4 separate regions of the Mus musculus genome follow, and regions 2, 3 and 4 are each linked to region 1. A link is a contact called in public HiChIP or PLAC-seq and promoter capture Hi-C data. All regions are on one chromosome and are shown on one strand. Each heading gives the region's core, a stretch centred on a gene start, on an enhancer-like site or on the middle of the called end of the contact. The rest is flanking DNA. Distances are from core to core; before and after follow the strand shown. Region 1 holds the start of Npas1 (neuronal PAS domain protein 1). Region 2 has its middle 20 kb from the start of Slc1a5. Region 3 holds the start of Gng8 (guanine nucleotide binding protein (G protein), gamma 8). Region 4 holds the start of Ehd2 (EH-domain containing 2).

What was found. Promoter capture Hi-C pulls out the DNA fragments that hold promoters and counts their contacts. HiChIP or PLAC-seq counts read pairs in DNA pulled down with a chosen protein or histone mark.
Region 2: a promoter capture Hi-C map of liver shows a contact between it and region 1, with 2.1 times the contacts expected there. The contact joins the enhancer-like site here to the promoter of Npas1 in region 1. A contact is called at or near these places in 7 of 39 promoter capture datasets (the 3T3-L1 cell line, the C10 cell line, frontonasal cranial neural crest and 3 more) and 1 of 484 Hi-C or Micro-C datasets (bone marrow-derived macrophages).
Region 3: a contact with region 1 is called in an H3K4me3 HiChIP or PLAC-seq map of bone marrow-derived macrophages, with 4 times the contacts expected there. The contact joins the promoter of Gng8 here to the promoter of Npas1 in region 1. A contact is called at or near these places in 1 of 39 promoter capture datasets (pre-B cells), 1 of 484 Hi-C or Micro-C datasets (embryonic stem cells) and 2 of 115 datasets of contacts at active chromatin or transcription factors (bone marrow-derived macrophages and large pre-B cells).
Region 4: a promoter capture Hi-C map of liver shows a contact between it and region 1, with 3 times the contacts expected there. The contact joins the promoter of Ehd2 here to the promoter of Npas1 in region 1. A contact is called at or near these places in 4 of 39 promoter capture datasets (embryonic stem cells, liver, neutrophils and 1 more) and 4 of 484 Hi-C or Micro-C datasets (embryonic stem cells and pro-B cells).

The regions. Positions count from the first base shown.
Region 1 is chr7:16,475,370-16,478,264 of GRCm38.p6, forward strand. It overlaps Npas1 (neuronal PAS domain protein 1), which reads right to left and starts at 1,411. Exons shown (of 12, transcript NM_008718.2): 1 at 1,276-1,411; 2 at 138-315. The coding sequence starts at 259.
Region 2 is chr7:16,760,206-16,763,074 of GRCm38.p6, forward strand. No RefSeq gene overlaps it. Among named protein-coding and RNA genes, the nearest start is that of Slc1a5, 20 kb to the right of the region's middle. Within about 2 kb of position 1,531, at least 73 of the 459 cell types and tissues checked have an H3K27ac peak or open chromatin away from gene starts, as enhancers often do.
Region 3 is chr7:16,890,234-16,893,225 of GRCm38.p6, forward strand. It overlaps Gng8 (guanine nucleotide binding protein (G protein), gamma 8), which reads left to right and starts at 1,553. Exons shown (of 4, transcript NM_010320.3): 1 at 1,553-2,123; 2 at 2,217-2,278.
Region 4 is chr7:15,965,921-15,969,136 of GRCm38.p6, forward strand. Ehd2 (EH-domain containing 2) reads right to left here and starts at 1,615. Exons shown (of 6, transcript NM_153068.3): 1 at 1,500-1,615.

The DNA.
Region 1 (2,895 bases), core at 161-2,660:
GCAATAAGTGAGGGTGACGGAAGTCTAGATATGGGTCAGGGCACAGGCCAGAGGATGAATGTCATCTGAAAGGCTGTGAAGCCCCCCACCCCCGCACGCCTTCGGGGGAGAGGCCATTCAGGGGCAGATTTGCTCACCAGGGTCCGGGCGGGGCCTTGACCATCAGCCCAGGCAGGAAATCCCAGGGGACGCCGGCTCCACGGCCGCCCCCGCACTTGACTTCACCTCGGCCACCGCTTCTGGGATAGGGGGTCGCCATCTCGACGGGGACTCGGGAATTCAGGTGCGAAGGAGTCGCAGGTGGGGCTCAGTTCCCTGGAGGAAGAACGTCCAGGGAAACTGAGGTGCGTGCGTGTGCCCAAGGGTCAAGCCAGGAGCTGCCTTAGATGCGTTCCTCAGTTTCCCCTTCCTGGGAAGCCGCGGTTCCCACCCTGGCGCTTCGGGTGAGGACGTGCCCCGCCGCCGCCTCCCCCGCGCGGCCCGCCAGCGCGCCCGCCTCACGCCCGCGCCGGGCCGGCTCCCGCATACCAATGGGCGCACGCGGCGCGCATACGGATCGGACCGGCCCGCGCGCTGCGTGCCAAGCATGCCCAAGCTGCGCTGGGGCGGGCTCCTCGCTGGGGCCCAGACGCTCTGGGCTCCATCCCCCCCATAGCTCCCAGCACCCGAAGGACCTGTTCCCCAAAGCTATCCCCAGAGTCCCACTCCCCAGGTCTGCAGCTACACCCACTTCCTAGCCTGGGCTAAGGAGGCAGGGAGGACAGAGGGACCCCACCCCAAGTCCTGCCCAGGAAGCACTCAAGCCCCTCGGGGTGGCGCCACCTGACCCGGTTGCTAAATATCCCTAATGTACAACTTCCTCCCTAAAGACCAGGGCGTAAGACCCTGGTCTATGACACCGCTGGTCACTCCAGGATGGACGCGACACTCGGGGCCCAGGTACTGGAATCCAGATCCTTTAGAGCCAGGGACGTGTCCATCTGGTTCTTTCCTCTTCACGATTAGGCGTCCAGGCCGACCATGTCCCCAGCATCCAGGTGGCCTCCAAGCCTCCCCAAAACGCGCTGACGTCTAATCAGTCCCCTGAGCCTCTGTGACCAGGACCCCAACAACCATGCACCACTTTCTGGATCCCGGCGGTATAGGTGTCCGGATGCCGTGGCCTCCAGGTTACCAAGACTCTCAGCCTCGCATCCCAGCAGGACCCAGAAGTCCCCATTTCCTCCCGCCAAACCTTCAGGCGTCCCGCACCCGCAGGACTCCCGACATGGTTACCTGGCCGCTGGGCGTGCTCGGGGCGCGGCGTGGGGTCCACTGGGTGGCGTGGAGGGGCCGCTCCATAGACCCCGGGGCGCGCGGGCTGGGGAGCCCGGCTCTCGGCGCCCACGGCGGCCTCGCAGACTTTGAGACCACGGACAGCGGCGGCGAGGGGCGGTGCCTGTCTTCGCCCCGCCTACAGCGGCCCCTGCCTGCTGGATAGTTCCCATTCCGGGAACTATCTGGGATAGTGTTGGCCTGGTGTGTCTGAGTATCCTCACCGTTTGACCACATCAGGAAGCTCTGCCAGCCTCTCCACCCTGGAGTCCCACCACGATCGCCATCTTCAGTTATAGAACCCTCCCCCCGGCGCCCCAGCCACCCCTTGGAACTCTTGGGGCAATCTGCACCATAGTTCAGTAGGAAAGGACACTCGGACATCAGTGCCCCTTCTAGAGATGTAAATCGGGGCCTTTCACAATCTCTCTTCCCAAGTGAGAATTCCAGGATGCCAGACTCCATTAAGGTCAGGTCGTGGCCTGGGCACCTGACTCCTTCGTTTACCCAGGTCTTGGTTGTTAAGGGGACGATATAGCCCAGGGCCCCAAGGTCTTGTCTCTATGCCTCCCATTGGAACTAGAGCCCCAACTTGTGGGCACCCACCTTTATAAGTGAGAATGGGGAAACAGCGGGATGTGGTGGCACTCACTTGTTAAGCCCAGCACTTGGGATGCTGAGGCAGGAGGATTGCACAAGTTGGAGTCAAGCCTGGGCTATAAAATGAATGCAGTCTGGGATCCAGAGGGAGATCCTGTCTCAAAAACTAAAGTGTGGCTGAGCTGGGAGAATGGCCAGCCCAGAGCATAAAGCTTGTGGCGGAAGAGTGTGAGGCCAACCTGGGTACAAATCCCTAGAAACCACACAAAGTCTAAGGTAGTCCCGCTGTGTGTCTGTCACACCAGCAGTCCGACAGTGCGCAGCAAGAGGGCCCTGGGAAGCTGGCAGGCCAGCCTGGTTACCTGACAGGAGACTGTCTCAAACAAGGCGAGAAGAGACGAGACTGCCTTCTGACCTCCACATGGGCTGCAACCATGGAATGCGTGTGAGCACACACAGGCACTGGCAAGATGTCTCATGGGTAAATGGCTTGCCACCAGCCCAGATGGCCTGCTTGATTCCATGAACACACACAGTGGAAGAAAAGAACCAATTCCCTGAGTTGTCCCCTGACACACGTGAGGACCCCCCACCCCAACACGCACTCACAGAATGTAAAAAGAAGCCGCTGAGTTCGAGGTCAGACTGCTCTATAGAGTGAGTTCTAGGACGACCAGGGCTACACAGAGAAAGTCTGTTTTGAAAAACAAAAACAAATAAAAAAATCAAACAACAAAATCTCCCAAACAGCCAGGCAGTGGTGGCGCACACCTTTAATCCCAGCACTCGGGAGGCAGAGGCAGGCAGATCTCTGAGTTGGAGGCCAGCCTGGTCTACAGAGTGAGTTCCAGGACAGCCAGGGCTACACAGAGAAACCCTGTCTCAAAAAACAAAAACAAAAACAAACAAAAAAAATCCCCCAAACAAACAAACAAAAGACAAAGAAATAACTGAAAGTCTGGGGATTCAGCAAGGTGGTAG
Region 2 (2,869 bases), core at 281-2,780, 280 kb after region 1:
GAACTTCCGACCCTCCTTCCTCTGCTGCTTCTTTCCCTATCATGGCAGTGACCCCTACAACAGATGGTCTTCTCAACCATCCCTTTTGTTTCCAGCCTTCCCGTAGGATGAGTAGGATGCAAGCTCTGCTTTCTCTCTTGGTAAGTTGCCTGAGGAGAGCGGAAGTCAGGCCACAGAGGTGAAATGTGCAGAAGCAATCATGGTAGGCCAGTAGGTGGGGAGGGAGGTGTGGCAGGGGAAACAGTGTTTGCTAAGAGGCTCAGGACGGAGGGGGCGGGGGGAGGGGAGGTGATGAGGACCACGCCCAGCTGGGGAGGGAGGTCTGGTTGACAGAAGGACAAGGAGCAGACTGGAAAGCAGAAGAAATCTGGGCTTGGTAGTGCGTGTTGGTTACCCTAAGCCCTTGGGACTCTGGGGTGAGAGAATGGTTTCAAATCTGAAGCCAACCTCGATGCCACAAGACGTTTTCTCTGAAAAGAGCTGGGGATGGTGGTGGTGCACGCCTTTAATCTCAGCACTAGAGAGGCAGAGGCAGACAAATTTCGAGGCCAGCCTGGTCTACAAAGTGAGTTCCAGGACAGCCAGGGCTACGCAGAGAAACCCTGTCTCAAAAAACCAAAAAAAAAAAAAAAAAAAAAAAAAAAAAAAAAAGAGCTGGGAATGCAGCTTAGTTGGTAGAGCACTTGCTTGGTGTGCAGGAAATCCTGTGTGTGTGTGTTGGGGGGCGGGGGGCGGCAATAATTTTTTGATAAATAAGTCTCATTATGTACTTCTGGCTCTCCTGGAACTCAGCACAAACCTGGCTGAACAGAGATCCAGCTGCATGTCTGTTTCCACCCCTACCCCCAGAAAAGCTTTGCGAAAGAAAGTGGGGGAAGGAGGAAGGCGGGAGGAAGAAAGGTTAGACAGAGCAGGGAGGAAAAGTTGGAAGGGTAGGAGCCACGGAGAAGGGCATGCTGGGAAAGCTGAGGGGTGCTGTGGGCCAGGGCCCCCATCGCACACCCTGGGGCACGCACAGCTTTCACCCACACAGGACACTTGGAGGCGGCTGGAATGTTAGGGGATCTTTTTACTCTGGGATGGAGGGGGATCTGTATGCCCTTTTGAGAGACTTCAGCCGTTTCCAGAGGCACAGCCTGAGGGACAGCCCTTGCTCCCCAGAGCCTTCTATGGGCTGCTTGGAGAACATTCCATTACAGGACCTTCTGGAACAAGTTGAGGAAGCTTGGCAGCCTCCACTGCCCTCGAGGCGGGGTCATTCTTTGCTCCAGCCGCCCCCTCCTTCTTCAGGACTCTCTCTCTCTCTCTCTCTCTCTCTCTCTCTCTCTCTCTCTCTCTCTCTCTCTCTCTCTCTCTCTCTCTCCCCCCCCCCCTTCTATTCTCTGACAGGACCCCTTAGGCTGGTACTTTTATAGAACACTTTAATAGAACACATGGGAATTGATCATTGAAGGCACATGGCCTGCACCGGACAGGAAGAGGTAGTGAAATTCCACCTCTCTCTCTCTTTCCCTTCTTCCGTGCCCTGAGGCTCTTCCCAGGAGGTACCCCAGCCTGTTTTATCCCATCCTCAAAGGCTCTCTTGGGAGGACTCCAGGCTCCAGCTGGATAGGCTGTGGGCTAGAGGTTGAGGCTCTGAAGTGCCCACATCAGAGACCCCCAGCAGGCTGGGCCTCCCTGCAGGAAGCTCAGAGGGCCACCGGTAGGGAAGGGCAGAGCCTGCATACCTGGATCAGGCCTAGTCCAGGGTCCCAGCGCCTGTGTTTGTTCTCAAAGTAGACATTATGTAAGCACACGCAGAGAAAGTTCTACTTAGGACACTCACAGGCCCTAAAGCTCACCGTTTTCTTACTTAAGAGTGGATTCCTGGGTTGGAGAGATGGCTCAGCAGTTAAGAACACTTGCTGCTCTTACAGAGGACCAGCGCCTACACAGCAGCTCACAACCGTCTATCAGTAATTCCAGTTCTAGGGGATCTAACAAAACACCCACCACACAAAATAAAATAAGGATCTTTTCCTTCCATCTCTTCTCTTCTCTTCTCTTCTCTTCTCTTCTCTTCTCTTCTCTTCTCTTCTCTTCTCTTCTCTTCTCTTCTCTCCTCTCCTCTCCTCTCCTCTCCTCTCCTCTCCTCTCCTCTCCTCTCCTCTCCTCTCTTCTCCTCTCCCCTCCTCTTTTCTTTTTTTTCCTCTTCTTTTTCTTCAAGACAGGGTTTCTCTGTATAGCCCTGGCTGTTCTGAAACTAGCTATGTAGACCAAGCTGGCCTTGAACTCACTGAGATCCACATACCTCTAACTCCCGAGCTGGGATTAAAGGTATGCCTTAGCACTACCTGGCTAAAATAAATAACTTTAATTAAATTAAAATAAATAAAATAAAAAGGGTGCATTTGAGTCAGACATGGTGGCATACATACGTCTGCTATACCAGTAGTTGGGAGGTTGAAGCAGGAGAATCAGGAGTTCAAAGCCAATCTTGGTGCCATAAGTTCCTGATTTAAACACAATATGGGCTGGCAAGGTGGTTTATTGAGTAAAGGCAATAGATCCCAAGGCTGATGACCTGTTTGATCCTCATGGTGGAAGGAAAGAACCAGTCTGAACAAGTTGTCCTTAGACCTCAGTCTTCACAGAAAGCTAACCTCACCTTCACACAGCCTTGGGTCCAATAAGTAGGTGTAGTGGATAGTGGTTGTGGTGGTTTGAATATGCTTGGCCCAGGGAGTGGCACTATTAGGAGGTGTGGCCTTGTTGGAGGAAGTGTGTCACTATGGGCATGGGTTTTGAGACCCTCCTCCTAGCTGCCTGGAAGTCAGTAGTCTTCTATTTGCCTTTGGAACAAGATGTAGAACTCTCAGCTCCTCCAGTA
Region 3 (2,992 bases), core at 303-2,802, 420 kb after region 1:
TACATACATAGAAGCAAGACACTCGTACACATAAAACACATCTTTGAAAAAAATGAAAAAAAATTTTGCTATGTAGCCAAGGCTGGCCACATGCTGAATCCTTGAATTACTGGTATCTGTTTTACCTGTGGTTTCCTGCACAATGGAATCCCTTTACCAGCTAAAATACAACCCCCAGTCCCCTCCCCCACCCCCCCTTTTAGGCTGGTCCACTTTCTAGCACCAGTTGAGATGGAAACTTACTGTGTAGTCCAGGCTATTCCAGAAGTTCTGGTCCTCCAGGCTCATCATCCCCAGTGCCTGGATTACAGGTACCCTGGGACTTGATTCTAGACAAACACCTCAAAACTTCTCTACAAGGAACATGTTGACAGGGTCAGAGGCAGAAGGCAGAAGCCAGCTGAGGAAGCCAAGAAAATAGCGAAGCTGAATTGAGTTTGTGGGAAGAAACTGGATTCTGGACTTACTTTAAGATGCTTAATGATTAAGGACTTCGAGATGGTTCAGCTGGAAGATGGCCTTTGGCACCAAGCCTGTGGGCCCGAGTTCCACCCTGGCACCCGCATGATGGAAGGAGAAAACCGAGGCTCCCAAGGTGGTCTCAGTTCCACACCAAGGCTGTGGCACTGGCACACACCTCCCCATACACACAAAAAATAAATACGTAAAATGTAAATCTGCAGATTAGGAGGGAGCTGGAGGTTATCCAGACCGTGTCTGTTTGTCCTCCATCCTCCTTCCTCTAGCCTTTGGTCCGGAGACGGGGCTGTCACCCTGCCTTTCCAGCTTTAAGTAAGCTGGGTTTCTTCCCCAGTGGCGGCCGAGGCCAGATCTGGGGATGAAAACCAGCTGCGGGAGGCGCCGGGCTCGGCGCGCGCCCAGGCCCCTCCTAGGCGCCGGCAGACACCAATCTTTGGCTCCCCTCCCCCTTCCGCAGTCCCGGCCCCGGGCCCTGGCACGTCCGGCGCGCCTGATACTTTCCAGATGTGGGCCGTGTTCTCCTTCCAACCTGGCCCTGTGAACCCACGAGGGAGGGGGGGCAGGGAGCCAGGGTTCCATACTCCCAACTCCAAAAAGCTATCAGGGTGGCTCTGACTTGTCATCCCAGCTCCCTTGGAATGGCCAATGCAGGAAGGTCGCAAGTTCAAAGCCTGCCTTGGCCACAGAGAAAGTTCAAGGCCAGTCTAGCGCAACTATAGGAGACTGTCTCAAAATGAAAAAGTTAAAAAGGGCCATGGGATACAGCTCAGTGGTTGCTTAGCACATACGAGATTTTGGAGTCTATCTCCGGTACTGCCAGGTGGGAACTATCAGAGGCTGGTATCTTTCCCCACCAGTTTGGCTTCCCAGGGCAGGCTGTGAAAATAGGGTTGAGCTGTCTGCAAAAGAAACGCTTCTCCTTACTCCACCCCTGCCCAGGGTTCCAGCATCCCAGAGAGCCAGAATGAAAAGGAACGTTAAACCCCGCCCTCACATCCCTCCAGGCCACGCCCCATTCAACACACCCCACAAAGCCCCTCCCTTGATCACACCCACAGCATGCTCTCTCCCTATAGGCACGGCCTCCGCCGTGTGGTCCAGCGGGGAAGGCTCCCTCTGTCTCTCTTGTCTCTTGGCAGGCTTGACTCGGTCTCTGAGTGTCTGTCTCCAAGGCTCAGTCTGTGTATCTGTCTCCTGTGGCCTCTCCCTGTGCATCCATCATCTATCCTTCGTCTGTCTCTCTGTGAACTTAGTTCTGTTTCTCTTTGCAGTTCTCACCGCCCTCTGAAGTTCTCTGTCCCATTTTCCGTCCTCTCACTCTGATCCCTCACTACTTTCACCTTCCTAGGGAGCCATCTCCCTCTCTTATCCTTCTTGGGTCCCCCAGATCTCCCGTTTCTATCTTCTGCTGGGCGGACGGGGACGCCTAGTCTTCGCCTCTTCTTCTGCTTGAGCTCCTGCAGCGACTTTGGTTCGCGGGCGCCACCGTGTGGCCAATAGGGAGTCCTTGATGGCGGCGAGGCAAGCAAGCGATGCTGTGGTCTGGATGCGACGTCCAGAGGTGGTGCGACCCACGCCAGTGTAAGGGCACGCCTCAGAGGTGGTGTGGGACGCCAGCAGATGATGTGTGACTGTGTGACAAGGTGAGATTAGGAATGACAAGAAGGGGTTCAGTGGGACTGTTAGAGTAGGTGTGATGTGTGGCTGACCATGTTATACTTGTTACACTTTATCAGCGAGACTGTGGGCCACTGTGTATGGCATTGGACCTGAGAGAGGACCTGCCTGGAGACTGTTCGTAAGTCTGACCACATGTAAGGGTGACCACGCGTGTTACAGAGCGTAGAGAGTCAGGGGAGCTGGAATGCCCAAGTGATCAAATGATCGAATGCAAGAGGGAGGCTCGGGAGAGGGACCTAGTGTGGCCAACTGTGTGGATGTGAGACAGTATGTCTGCCACACTGGTGAGTCCTGAGAAACTGGGTGACCACGTGTGACGCTGAGAGGTTGGCTTGTGTTTGTGACTGCCTGTGCAAAGGTGTGTGATTGTTCTGGGTGGCAGAGGTGAGTTTACAGGGTCTGCGAGACAGGGAATGTTGAATGTAGAAGAGAGAAACAGTGAGTGAGTGAGTGTGACAAGTGTTTGTAGTATAGACTTCAAGGCCCAGCAAAGGCTGTGCCCACAATGGTGTGTGTGTGTGTGTGTGTGTGTGTAAAAGACCATGTTATCAAATGTCAACAATGTATGATACCAAAAGACACTGTGCCGCTATGATAGTAATAACATGTGACACAGTATGGGGAGGGAGAATGTGGGCCACTGTGTATCAGGAAATTGACCAGGAGTAAATGTGACCACACAAAGGCGCTCCTGGAAAGAAAAGCACGTGGTTCTCTGTCACACTAGGCAATGGAGCGCTTGGCAGTGAGGCTGAACCAGTATGTGGTTGTGTGAGACTCCAAGACAGTGTGAATGCGAACTTCAGGAGAAGTTAAAGCTGCACTGGTAGGT
Region 4 (3,216 bases), core at 365-2,864, 510 kb before region 1:
TTAGGGGGAAAGTTGTCACCAACCTTGCAGTAGTGAGCACCCCTAAAGCCAGACCGTGCTCTCTGTAGTGCCTCAATGCCTTCACGAGCCTGTGGTGTCTGGGTTGATGCATCTCCTGGCTGTCAGTAATAGTCTCTCCCCTTGCTCCATAGGTAGACGCTTATTTTAGTGACTTTGAAGAGCCAGCTTTTGGTCAGATTGGAGTCTCTAACTGTCATTCCTCACAGAAAGAATGGAGGGCTCCTTAGAAGAGCAGCTGTCCCAGAGCTGTGGCTGTGGCTGTGGCTGTGGCTGTGGCTGTGGCTGTGGCTGTGGCTGTGGCTGTGGCTGTGGCTGTGGCTGGGGCTGTGGCTGTGGCTGTGGCTGTGGCTGTGGCTGGGGCTGGGGCTGGGGCTGGGGCTGGGCCTGGGGCTTGGAGGTTAGGAAGGAACAAGCCAGTCTGAGTCAGCTCAAAGGCCACCCAGCACTCAGCCTGAAATGGCTCTCCTTAGCCAAAGATGAGACAATTTTTCCTTTTTTTTTTCTTTTATTAAAAATATTTTATGTGTCTTTATGTATGCCTGTGTTCCATGTTCATGGCCCCTTGGGGGCCAGAAAAGAATTTTGGATTCCCCTGGACTGAAGTAACAGATGGTTTTGAGCTACCATGTAGGGCAGAGTGCATATCTGTAATCTCAGCACTAGGCAGGCAGACACAAGATTAGAAGTTCGGGACCATCCTCTACCTCTACCTCTGGAAGAGCAGCCAGTTCTGACTCTCAGTGAACTCTCCACCACCAGCTTCCTCTCCGACATCCCCGCCCCCTACATTCTCACTATGTAGCTCTGACTGACCTGGACCTATGTAGCCCAGGTTAGCCTTAGACTGAGATCTGCCTGCCTCTGCTTTCTACATCTTGGGGTTCAAGGAGTGTGCCACCATATCTGACTCAAAGATGGGACAATTTAAATATCAAAACAAACAAACAAAACCCCAAACGTTGCAAATCAAAATATAAAATCATTGTGACTTAAAGGAAAAGGGAAGAGTGGAAAGAAAATGGATTGGAGGGGTGGGAGAAATAACGGACGGAAGAACCTGTGACATAGATGAAGAGAGGGAACCCTGGAAATGTCCCAGGCAGGGAGGCAGCTGAGGGGCATCTCAAAAAGGGGTGGCTGAAGAGTCTATGCACTTCGAGAGGCAAGAGAAGGCTCTTGGGTGGCAAGACGGACCAAGGGGAGCAGAGATGGGTGTGGAGGGTAGAAGGCCACTTCAAAGGGGGAGTCTTCAAAGATGAAGGCTGGGTAGGGACTGGGAGAACTGGGGGAGGGGGAGGGGGAGGGGGCTATACGGAGTACTAAAGAGAGGCTGGGGAGATCTGAGGAGGTTGAGGGAAGATTTGAGGAGGGGTGGGGGTAGTCCTGGAGTGTGGGAATTGGGAGCGACTGGGACGGAGAGTGCACAGACTGTTACAGAGGGGAGCGAGGGTGAGAGGTGGGATTTGGGGAGCACTCACCAGGGATCTGGGGAGCGCAGAGCAAGCAGCCCGAGCTCTGTCCTGTCCGCAGTGGAGTGAGACGGGTGGGGCCGCGTGCGCTAGGAGCGGCGAGCAGGGCGGGCCCCAGGCCCCCTGTCCTAGCCCGCGCCAGCCTCGGGCGCCCCCTGGCGGGCACTGTGAAAACGCGCACAGGTTCGAGCGTGCACTCCTTAGTTCAGTGTGAGCCCCATCCTCCAGCTTTTGGCTCCCTCTCTTAGCAAATAAGTTGACAGAGGCTGCAGCAGGCCTACCAATAATTTGTCTGATCATAGTGGTGCATGCAAGTTTGAAGCCAGCTGGACCGCGTGGGGGGGGGGGCGGGGATCCTGTCTCAAAAATAACTGTAACAACAGTAATTTTAAAATCTTAAGTACAAGACGGAAGAGTTAGATGGTCAGCATTTAAGAATACTGACTGAGCCGGGCGTGGTGGCACACACCTTTAATCCTAGCACTTGGGAGGCAGAGGCAGGCGGATTTCTGAGTTCTGAGGTCAGCCTGGTCTACAAAGTGAGTTCCAGGACAGCAGAGCTATACAGAGCAGAGCTATACAGAGAAACCCTGTCTCGAAAAACAAAAGCTAAAACAAAAAAACCTCCACCCCCCCCCCAAAAAAAGAATACTGACTGCTCTTCCAGAGGACTTGGATTCAATTCCCAGCACCCACATTACAACTCACATTACAACACATATTACAACAGCTCACAACTGTCTGTAACTTCAAGATCTGACACCCTCACACACACATGTGCAAAGCAGGCAAAACACCAACACATATAAATAAAAGTAAATTATTAAAATGTAAGTGCACAGGCCCAATGTGGTGGCACAAGCCTTTCATCCCAGCATTTGGGAGGCAGAGGCAGGTGAATCTCTATGAGTTTAAAGCCAGCCTGATCTTCATAGCAAATTCCAGACCAGCCAAAGCTACGTAGTAGAGACGCTGTGTATCTACTATAAAAACAACCAACCAACCACCACCAACACCACCGCCACCAACAAAAACACAAGGGGGAGAAACCTCAAGGCCATGGGGCTAGGGATGTGGCTTAGTTGGTACAGTGCCCATCTAGGATACATGAAGCCCTGAGTTCTATCGCCAGCACAGAATATGCCCAGCACGGTGGTGCAGGCATACACTCTCAGCATCAGTTCATAGACACAGCACACGGGGTGGTAGTTTGAATAAAAATGGCCTCCGTAGGCTCATAGGGACTGGCATTATTAGGAGCTGTGTTTTTGTTGGAGTAGGTATAGTCTTTTTGGAGGACGTGTGTAGGGGGTAGAGGGGGGACATCGAAGTGTCAAATAATCAAGCCAGGCCCAGTCTCTCTCTCCCTGCTGCCTGCCAACCTAGATGTACAACTTACCTCTTCAGCACCATGTCTGCCTACATACCTCCACGTTTCCTGTCATGATGATAACAGATTGAACCTCTGAAACTGTAAGCCAGCCCCAATTAAACGCTTTCCTTTATAAGAGTTGTCGTGGTCATGGTGTCTCTTCATAGCAATAGACACCCTAACTATGACACATGCCTTACTTTATTTTGGCATTCTAAAATAGAGTCTGGACACTAAGTAGCCCAAATTACCCTCACGATTCTCCTGCCTCAGCCCCCCACACACATAGGTGTATGCCACCATACAAAGCAAGCAAACGGTTGCTTTTCTGAAAATGTCGCCTGCCCACAATGA